Linked DNA regions of Sus scrofa: region 2 is linked to region 1. Evidence: chromatin contacts called from public Hi-C data. All regions are on one chromosome and are shown on one strand. Each heading gives the region's core, a stretch centred on a gene start, on an enhancer-like site or on the middle of the called end of the contact. The rest is flanking DNA. Distances are from core to core; before and after follow the strand shown.

Evidence for each region. Hi-C and Micro-C count contacts between places; a contact is called where the count stands out from the background.
Region 2: a contact with region 1 is called in a Hi-C map of omental adipose tissue, with 1.7 times the contacts expected there. The contact joins the promoter of BAG4 here to the promoter of EIF4EBP1 in region 1. A contact is called at or near these places in 1 of 5 promoter capture datasets (liver), 23 of 47 Hi-C or Micro-C datasets (adipose tissue, alveolar macrophages, blood and 14 more) and 2 of 2 datasets of contacts at active chromatin or transcription factors (alveolar macrophages and skeletal muscle).

What each region holds. Positions count from the first base shown.
Region 1 is chr15:48,441,321-48,446,652 of Sscrofa11.1, reverse strand. EIF4EBP1 (eukaryotic translation initiation factor 4E binding protein 1) reads left to right here and starts at 3,280. Exons shown (of 3, transcript NM_001244225.1): 1 at 3,280-3,460. The coding sequence starts at 3,316.
Region 2 is chr15:48,346,590-48,351,921 of Sscrofa11.1, reverse strand. It overlaps BAG4 (BAG family molecular chaperone regulator 4), which reads left to right and starts at 3,112. Exons shown (of 5, transcript XM_013984080.2): 1 at 3,112-3,686. The coding sequence starts at 3,417. It overlaps LSM1 (U6 snRNA-associated Sm-like protein LSm1), which reads right to left and starts at 3,269. Exons shown (of 4, transcript XM_005671778.3): 1 at 2,828-3,269. The coding sequence starts at 2,873.

The DNA of each region.
Region 1 (5,332 bases), core at 2,031-4,530:
ATATATATATATTTTTTTTTTGTCATTTTAGGGCTGCACTGGAGGCATATGTTAGTTCCTAGGCTAGGGGTCAAATTGGAGCTGCAGCTGCTGGCCTACACCACAGCTCACGGCAACACTGGATCCTTAACCCACTGAGCAAGGCCAGGGATCAAACCCCATTCTCATGGATACTAGTTAGGTTCGTTACCACTGAGCCATGATGGGAACTCCAAGAATATATTTTTAAAAATAATGTATATATAACGTATAACTGAATCACCTTTTTGTACAGCAGAAATTAACACAACATTGTAAATCAACTATACTTCAATTTAAAAAATTTTTTTTAATTTTGTGAAAAGGTGAGCGTGTGAGTAAACCCACAGTCCCTGCCCTATAAGAGCTGATATTTAATTACAAGACTTGATGCGAATGCCTCCTGCTCTGTCCCTGCTCCATAACGAGGCGGAAATTGCCATAGGTGAAATGTCTGGCCAGGAAACAGAATTCAGGAGGGAGTCTGTCAAAGACCATACCCCTCGGCCCAGGCTAGTGATCCTCCTGTACCCATGAGGGGCCCCAGGTCTAGCCAGCCCCCACCTTTGGCTCCCCTGCAGCCTTCAGACTTGCTTTGCCTCTGTGCAGCCCTCCGTTCAGAGGTCATGGTGAATGTGAAGTGTTCTAAACTGCCCTTTCCCTAGAATTTCAGCTCTAACCAAACAATCAGGTCTGACAACAGAATAAATCTTTTCAAAACAGTCCTACCAAGGAGGTGTGGTGGATGGGCCACTTTGTTTCCTTATGTGGTGAAAAAAGGGCTGGCTAGGGAAGGAGGCAAGACTGGGTCCTAGTCCTATCTCAGGCATTTTCCAGCTGTGTGATCTTGGGCAAACCGCTGTTCCTCCTGGGCTTCTGGGGTTTTTTTGTTTTGTTTTGTTTTTCAGTAAGATGGAGGTAAGTATTGTCCTGGATGACCAGTAATGTACGTGGCCAGAGCCAAAATTGGATGATTCTACAGTCTATAAATTTCTTACAGTACTGCCGAAAAGGTAAAGAGAAGCAGATGAAATTAAATTTTAATGATAGATTTTACTTAACCCAATATACACAAAATATTACTTCATCGTATAATTGGTACAAAACAAGTTATTGAAATATTTTATGTTTTTTTCCACACTAAGTCTTTGAAATCTGGTATGTACTTTACACTTGTGATTGTGGACTAACTACACTCCAAGCGCTCAGTGGCCGTGGCTACCATGCCGGACAGCATAGGCCTACAATTTAGCTCAGGAATGACCAAATCTAACCGGTCTCTCTATCTCCAGCCTCACCCTCCAGTAGTCCATTCTCAAAATCTATGGCTAAGAGTTACCTCTCTTAAAGATAATCACCCCCCTGCTTAAAAGATCTCTCTCTGATAGCTACCGCCTTGGATGACCAAGTCTAAACACCCTGGCCTGATTTAAAAGCTTTTTCACAAGTCAGCTCTATTTCCCTTTTCTTTCTTTGTTTTAAGGGCCACAAGTTCCCAGGCTAGGGGTGGAATTGGAGCTGCAGCTGCTAGCCTACGCCATAGCCACAGCAATCTGGTGTCAGGGATTGAACCTGCATCCTCATGGATATTAGTCGGGTTCCTTACCGATGAGCCACAACAGGAACTCCTCTTTCTTTTTTCTTTTTCTTTTTTTTTTATTTTTACGGCTGCACTTCCTGGCATATAGAGGTTCCCAGGTTAGGGGTTGAATGGGAGCTACAGCCACTGTAATGCCAGATCCCAGTCGAGTCTGCGACCTACACCACAACTCATGGCAATGTCACATCCTTAACCCACTGAGCGAGCCCAGGGATAGAATTAACAACCTCATGGTTCCTCTTCAGATTCATTTCCCCTGTGCCACAAGGGGAGCTCGAGGGAACTCCGGACACTCCTCTTTCTTTCTTTCTTCTCTCTCTCTCCTTCCTTCCTCCTTCCCTCCCTCCTTCCTTTCTTCCTTCCTTCCTCCATCCTTTCTTTCTTTCCTGCCACCCAGCATGTGGAAGTTCCCAGGCAAGGGATGGAACCGGTACCACAACAGTGACCTGAGTCACTGCTACGGTGACAATGCCTGACCCTTAACCACTTCTGCCAAAAGGGAATTCCCTGGATTTCTCTTTTAAACTTTTCTCTCTCTACTCTTCCCGGATGTGGCCACCACAGGTTTTTTTGTCCTCCACTTGAATATTCCTTCGTTTGTTCCTGCGTTCATTTAAAGAGCTCCTGCCAGGGGAGTTCAAGTGAGTTCAGGCGAGTTCCCGTCGTGGCACAGTGGTTAACGAATCTGACTAGGAACCATGAGGTTGAGGGTTCGATCCCTGGCCTTGCTCAGTGGGTTAAGGATCCGGCGCTGCCGTGAGCTGTGGTGTAGGTTGTAGACGCAGCTCGGATCTCGCGTTGCTATGGCTGTGGTGTAGGCCGGTGGCTACAGCTCCGATTAGACCCCTAGCCTGGGAACCTCCATGTGCCGCGGGAGCGGCCCAAGAAAATGGCGAAAAGATTAAAAAAATAAATAATAAATAATAATAAAGAGCTCCTGCCAAACTTCGGGCAGCGTGGGGGTCAGGATCCACTGACCCAACTCAAAGGGCTGCAAATAACCTTCTTTGACCAATATTTCCCCACCACCACCGACGTCCACTCCCTCCCAGCCTCCTCGCTCCGGGTTTAGCCCTCATCACCCAGCTTGATGTTTTGTCCCCAGATCCTAATTCTACATTTCTTCCACGACTGCCACATCGTGAATGTTCAATAAATTGATGAATGACCAACCAATCCTCGCTTTCTCATCTGAGGAAATAGAGCACGGAACACGGAAGGCTTTCGGAGGCAGGGGACCTTCTCGCCTGATGTCCCAGTGTTGCAGCTAGCCTTTCCAGAGTGGGCTGGGTCCGCTGGGACCCCAGCGCAGTCCGAGCTAGAAAGGCATTAACACAGGCAAGCCTCGGAATCTTCCTTCCCATCCACCGGTTCCTGCCCGCGTGGCTCTCGGGGACCCGAAGGGATTAGCGGCGGGGCAGCTAGGAGGCGGAAAGGAATAGGGGAGCGGCGCTAGCAACTACGCTCAGGAGCCCGTCTGTGGGGTGCCCGGGACCCAGCGCGGAAGAGGACTCCTGTGCCCGCAGCCCCCGGGCGGTGGGCGGGGCGGCAGCGCAGCGGGAACTACAAATCCCAGGGGGTGGCAGCCCAGGCGGCGGAAGGGGCGGTCTCGGGCGGGGCGGGCCCGAGCGAGGCAGAGCGAGGCCAGAGGGGCGCCAGGGCCACGCTCTGGGTCCGGGCTCCTCGCGCGGGAGACCATGTCCAGCGGCAGCAGCTGCAGCCAGACCCCAAGCCGGGCAATCCCCACCACTCGCCGGGTGGTCCTCGGCGATGGCGTGCAGCTGCCGCCCGGGGACTACAGCACCACTCCCGGCGGCACGCTCTTCAGCACCACCCCAGGAGGTAGGCGCGGGCCCGGGGGCGCCGCTCGGGGTCTCTGGGTGCGGACGCTGGGAAGGACTGACTGGCCAGGGGGAGGGATAGGGAACTCCAGTTGGACGGGGCGACAGGGCTTCGGGGCGTGGTGACTGGAAAGAACGGATAAGGGGCACGAGGGTGGCTGTGAGGGGCACGGAGGTGGCCACCTGGAACGACAGGGGGGCGCGGGGGGCGCCTTCCATTGCCTGCCCTAGGGGTGCGTGCTCCAGAGCCGCGGCTGCAAATGCCACCTTATAGCTCCTTCTTTCTGGGAGAGACAGCTGATTCCCCCCGCCAAAAACAAGCGCTCGCTTCCAGGACTGCCATAGGCCGAGGTGTGCTGCCCCTTGTGGGTGTTGGGGGCTGTTCTGAGGCTGAATAGGGTGGGGTCAGGTTGGCCTCCCAACCACGGAGAGGGCTGGCCTGAGGTTTTTAGGGGTCGGGATGGGCGCTCTCTGTTGGGGTGAATGGCTCTTGGCAGAGACCGTTTTCCTTCCCGGGGCACCCCCAGCTTTGGAGCCTCGGCGGCTTCTGGAACAAATTGCCCTTTTAGGCTTGAGGATCTCCGCGAAGGAACCCGGGGCCGCGGGCAACGCTGTGCAGAAAAACACGTTCTTCTCTCCGGGGGGGAGGGGGGCCGTGTGACCTCCCAGAGAGTTGATGAGGAAGAGGAAGCTGAGCTGGCGCGGGGCGGGGGCAGCCTTGGGCTGCGCTCGGGAGCCTGGCATTCCCTGCCAGCTCCGGAGCCCTGGCGTATGGGCGCTGATGAAACCTGCCGGCGCGTTTGCATGATGAAATCCTCGTGGCTCACCACTTCTCTTTCGTTCTCGCACTGCGCTCACCCGTTTCTGCCCTTCTTCCCTCCCCTACACCCGCTTCCACCGCTGCTTCCCAAACTACTCGAAAAACTCCACCGATCCTGGCGCTTCGCTGAGAAACACGGGTGCGGGCGGCCGCGGGCGGAGCTGCAGCCTAGCCGCCTGCCAGCGTCGGGGCCACATGCTTATTTTCTCAAGCAGCTGTCCCACCACCAGCGAGCGCAGCCAGATCCGAGCCCTGGGCTGTTTGATCCAAAACACACAACGTTAGAACTTTTAAGGATCTTAGATGTTCTTGTGCAACCGAGCTGCCTTATAGGCCAGAACTGGCACCCAGGCCCCAATTTGGAAAAACGTGTCCACTGTCCCATGTCATACCATTTTCCCACATTGAACAAGAAATAGCAGCCAAGCATAGAGGGGAGAAATTCTGTCTCGTCTATTAAAAATGATTCAAGGACAAATGCCCAGCGATCCTATTTGCCACTCTTGACTCAAATTGTCTGTCCAAGCTAGACCTTATGTAGTCTGTGCTGTTCTGCTTTTTCTGTGTCTCTTGGGACCTATTTGGACAATTTGGGGGCTCCTTCAAGTGAGAGTGTGAACCCCTGCTTGATCTGTTCAGGGTGGGCACTCAGGCAGCCTGATGGCTCAGGTAGCCCTGTTTTGTACCTTTGTTGCTAGGTGGGGGTGGATCAAATTGGGACCAATAGCCAGGGGTGCTGTTTACAGGGAACTCCCACCCACTTCTCACTTTGGACTGGGGAATGGGAGTTGGGGGCAGACCTCAGCCACCCTCCCTCCTTTTGAAGATCTCTGGTTGAGAAAGAGGGAAAGGCGCTTCTGCATCGGTAGCTTCATTTTGGCAGCCAACTGGAAGGAAGCCAGCAGTGCCCGGAGCCTGAAGCCAGCTTTTTTCTTGTCTGAGATGTCCAGCTGGGGAGGCACAGCCCATAGTCCATAATCCGGAGAACCCAGGCTTGCCTCTGCCTCAGCCAAAGTGTGGGGTCTAACTCCAAAGCCCACTTCAGCCCACCCC
Region 2 (5,332 bases), core at 1,863-4,362, 95 kb after region 1:
GGGTTCCACCCCAAGCCTCAATCAGTGGGTTAAGGATCCAGTATTTCCATGAGCTGTGGTGTAGGTCACAGATGCAGCTTGGACCCTGCATTGTTGGGGCTGTAGTGTAAGCTGGCAACTGCAGCTCCGATTCAACCCTTAGCCTGGGAACTTCCATATGCCACAGGTGTGACCCTAAAAAGATAAAAAAAAGAAAAAAAAAAAAAAAAGCAAGCAAGCAAATCTTAATTATGTGAGGCTGAGAGAAACTATTTCTAGATGGAGGAGGTATCTGAGTTGGACCTTAAAGGGTAGATCATTTTTGGCCATGGGAAGAGTGACAGAGAAGGGGAGGAGGGGGGAAGTCTATAATTCAGGCAGAAGAAAAAAGAGCTATGTGTCCAAATGTTTGGCTAAAAGGTGTGAAGGGAAATAACAGGAGATGAAGTCAGAAAAAAAGTACTGGGAACAGGCTGAAGTTTGGATGTGACTTCACAGGGAATAAGAAAACACTGAAGATTAAACTGGCAGGAAAGAGAGAACAGTTTTGAGGCTATTCCCAGAGTCTGAGACATGCAGAAGAGACCTGACTCAGGGTAGAGATGGGAAGGGGGAAGATGAGAGGACTAAGACCCTGCAGTGACAAGGGATGGGATCTGTCAATTATCTGTGTTTGTATGTGTGGGTATGTGCGAGAGAATGGGGTGCTGAAGAGATGAGTTAAAGAAGATGCAGGAATTCTGAGTCGTCATGTCAAGAAGGACCATTTACCAAAAGTTGGGACTAAAAGACACAAGCTTAGGGTGGAAGGTAATTAGCTGTTGTGATTCTGCTGGTATCAGGTCGCCTATGTAGAAAGGTCAACTGGCAATTAAAGATGTAAGACTGGGAGGCCAAAAGGTCAGAATCAGAGCAATTTTGGATAAGCCCACAAAGAGGTGATATAATTACTGAAGTCCACGAGAGCTCCTAGAGATATAAACAAACAGACTGTTGATGGAAGCTAAGAACCCATCTATTTTAGGGAATAATAAGAGTTGCAGAGGAGAGAAAATTAAGTACCAGCGTTGGAGAAATCAAGAAAAGTAATGATTCCAGTGGTAACAGAGGGGAGGGAAGAACCTGGAGGACTGCATTTCACAGATGCCTTTTAAGACTGCAGTTTCAGTAGAGTGTTGTCTAAAAAAATCAGATTGCAGGGGTAACAGAGATGGTCTATTGCAGGGAGTCAGGAAACAGACTTAAAATGGGAGATGGCTCAAAAGGTTTGGGGGTAAAGATATGAAAAGGGGGATGGGAATTTGATGGGGAAACACAGTTGAGAAAAAATGTGACAGACAAGAACATACATGAAGGGGAGGACTCTGGGGGAGGGAGAAAGAAAATATGAGAGAAAATACAGGAGGACTGAGGAGAAGAGGAAAATGTATGTGTGTGAAGGGGGCATATGAAATGGTTTTAAACCTTTTGGTAAAGGAGGGGTTTGGAATCTGCAAAAAAAAGGGGTTAGAGGCTTGAGAAAATTATGTTTTTAGTAGAATGGCAGAATGTGTTAAGGCCTCAACTAATTCAGATATATAACAAAAGAGGTGAGGGCAAAAGGGCATCTTCAAACAACAAAAATTGAAGACTTTATCATACATTGCAGATAGGCTTGTACAGTGGCTATTCACATATGAATTTGGTCCAACCTACACTACATTTTCCTTTAATAGCAAAATCACTAATTTGGATTTTAAAAATAATTTCAGATGATAGAGAATATAATCATAAACTCATTCTTTAATTTGCATACTTAGTAACTGTAGAGATTGTTGTAACTTGTTTGGAGCTGTATGCAAACTGTTTTGCAACTACTACAAGTTAATGAGACGGAGTTCCCATTGTGGCTCAGCAGTAATGAAACCAACTAGTATCCATGAAAACTCAGGTTCGATCCTTGATCAGTGGGTTAACGATCTGGTGGTGCGATGAGCTGTGGTGTAGGTCACAGACGTGGCTGGGACCCAGAGTTGCTGTCGCATAGGCCAGCAGCTACAGCTCTGATTCGACCCCTAGCCTGGGAACTTCCACATGCCATGGTGCCGCCCTAAAAAGCAAAACAAGACAGATCACAGGACTGAAACAATTTATTAAAATTTGCTTGAGGAATAATCCACGAATGAGAGTCTGGAAAAGACAGGACAGCTATAGAGGACTAAACTTCTCTTCAGGATGGTGACTAGGAATAAGGTAGGTCGTCTAAATAAAAACCAAAGAAAACTGTCTAACAAGAAAAAAACAAGTTTTTGGTCCTTCTGGAAAAGTCAAGCCTTGTCTGGCAGTAGTCTCTACTATCATAATCTGAAAATCTAAAGACCCTCAACGGTAAAAGAAGACTGCAAAAGGCGACGCAGCATAAAGCCTATGCTTAGTGCTAATTAAGTCCAATTACTGTTGTATTCGTATTTTCGTTTCTCGATGCATCCCTTCCTTAAGAATTCTCATCCATCCACCAGTAACCACCTGGGACTCGAAATCCCGCAGGTGGGAGATGATGGGCCCGGGAGGCGGCAACTTTCATGTTTGGGCCTCAGCAGCCGCATCCCTGAAAAGCAGAAATGGATTCGACAGCTTGCCGGAGGACTGGTGCAGGCTGTAAGAGATAGGATACAGGTAGGAGGCGGGCAAACAGCGTGTCACAAGGCTCCTCCCTCCTGCAAAGGACGCTAACGCCGCACGTCCAGAACAGCACTAAAAAGACACCGCCCCCTGGCCCGGACTCATTCTAGGACCTGCCTCCAAAAAGCATCCTCCCGGCAGGAAGAGTCTCACCCCAGACTTCACTCGGAGGAGCCGAACTACTCACTGTCGATGTCCTCGATGAGGCTAGCGGTGCCGGGCATATAGTTCATTTTGAGTTGAAATGAGGCGCAACGTATAGCGGTGGTGGGCCAACTCGTCCAACACTTCCTTCTTCCTACCGCAGTCGCCGCCTCGGCGGCACCGGGACAAGAACCCGGACCCAGAGTAGCACCTCCGGCCCGGCTTTCAGCCGCCGGGGCCTGCCGGAAACGTCGCCATATTACTCCCACCCACTTCCGGCATCACGTGCCGGTGCTCAGGAAGAGGCGGGACCGTAGTGAGGTCCCGAGGCACCCTTTCCACGTCCTTGACAAGAGGGGAAGAGAAACCTAGATTGGATACGTAGTGGGGAAATGCGTTCTCCCTTTTAAGGTACACGGTGGCGCCCCTTGCTGTCCTGCTTCCTAGACCCCAGAGTCACCGACCTCAGTCCTTCAACTCTCAAGAATCTGAGGCCGAGGGGGCGGGACCCGGCCTGGGATTGGCTGTTGCTGGCCGACCCCCTTCCCTGCGGTCCACTTGCGTTCTCCGGCTGGCGTCTGCGCAATGGACCGGCCGTGGGGGGCGGGAAGCACTTGGGGGCAGTGGAGCCCATGTCGGCCTTGAGGCGCTCGGGCTACGGCCCCGGTGACGGTCCGTCTTATGGCCGCTACTACGGGCCTGGGGGTGGAGATGTGCCCGTGCACCCCCCTCCGCCCATATATCCTCCCCGCCCCGAACCTCCCCAGCCTCCTGTTTCTTGGCGGGTACGCGGGGGCGGCCAGGCTGAGACCACCTGGCCGGGAGAAGGGGGAGGAGGAGATGGCTACTATCCCTCTGGAGGCGTCTGGTCGGAGCCAGGTCGAGCTGGAGGAAGCCACCAGGTAAGCTTTGCGCTGTCTGTCCCGGGGTGGGGTAGGGGACGGCAATAGGGGAGTCTTTGGAGGTGAGGGTTATTGGGTTTGATACACCTCCAAGAGTTCGTAATGAATTGGGTTTCATGTGTTTTCCTTATGGGGGGGTGGAGAGACAGAAACTAGGATCGTAGGTGGGGGCTATGCTTGTTTTCTCTTTGCCTCTTTTTTACTTCAACCATAGTAAATGTCTTAGCATGAAAAAGGGGAAAAAGATCCTGCGCTGACCTGCTGAGCTGAGTAGCGGGCTGCGAATCTCGCCTGGGAACGGTGTTGGGCTGGAGGGATCCGGGTCTGCTTTTCGAGTCCTGACAATTTATCCTGCGTGGCTCATCAGGTCGGCCCTCCCCAAGAAGGGAGGTGGCTGCAGCACCCTCCGTCCCTTAGCAACCCCTCCCCCTGGGAAGGAACGTGAAGGAAGGGGAGGGATCTGGGCGTTTAGCTCTTTGCCCTTTTAACGCTTTGCCCGACATTGAATCACGCATAATCAATGTTGGAAAGCAGCTTTCCGTGGATTGTTTTATTTCATCTTAAGGGTGACTGCCGCGTAAATGTCATCACATCTTCTCTGTTTTACGATGAAAGAACCGTTGACCGTGAAGGGTTAACTCACTCAGTATATTTGAACCTATAATGTCTTGTTCCTTGTAGTCGTGCGGAAATACAGTTGTTTTGTTATGCAGTATGCTTCGCAGAGAATTAATCGTTATCTGGTGGGGGCACTCCTATCCTTTTCTTCAGGAAATGTAACATCCTCATTGGTTGAAAATGTAATAATGAAATTCCCATACATTGCTGGTGGGAACATAAAATGGTTCAGTGCTTTGGAAAACAGTTTGGAAGTCCCTCAAAACGTTAAGCATACTGTTGGGATCTTACTCAGCAAGTCTGCTCCTTGTTATACACCCAAGAGAACTAAAAACATGTCCACGTATAAACTTGTACACGTGAGATTCATAGTAGCATTATTCATAATAGCCAAAAGGGAAAATATTCCAAATGCCCATCAACTGATGGATAGATAAAATCTGACATATTCATACAATGAATGGGAAGAAATGGGAAGAAATGAAGTACCTTCTACAACATGGATGAACCTTGAAAATATGCTACATGAACGAAGACAAACATTAAACATTGTGTGATTCCATTTATATGAAATATCCAGAATGGGCAAGTCTGTACAAATATATGTCATTGTCAGGGGTTGGAGGCCTGGAGACATTGGGGAAGATAGTTAAAGGGTATGGGGTTTCTTTTGGGGATGATGAAAATATTTTGGAATTAGATTGTAAATGAAGATTGCACAGCTCTGAATATTAAAAAAAAACATTGAATTGTACACTTTAAAAGGCTGGGTTTGATGTCATGTTATTTCTTTTAAAAAGTTGTATCATAAAAAAAAACGTAGTGAGAGGTTAATTACAAAGAAAGGCCCATAATTTCTCTATCTGAATCTAGAATAAGCAGCCTGAGGGAACTTCAGTCCCGACAGAGGAGAGTGAGGAAATGCTTGGCTAATAGGTATGCAGACTAGACCTAGGCTCACTTGTGGGGGAGGAGGAGAGAACCACTAAGCTGATGATTCCACCTGGGCTTGCTGTGTAGTCAAAACA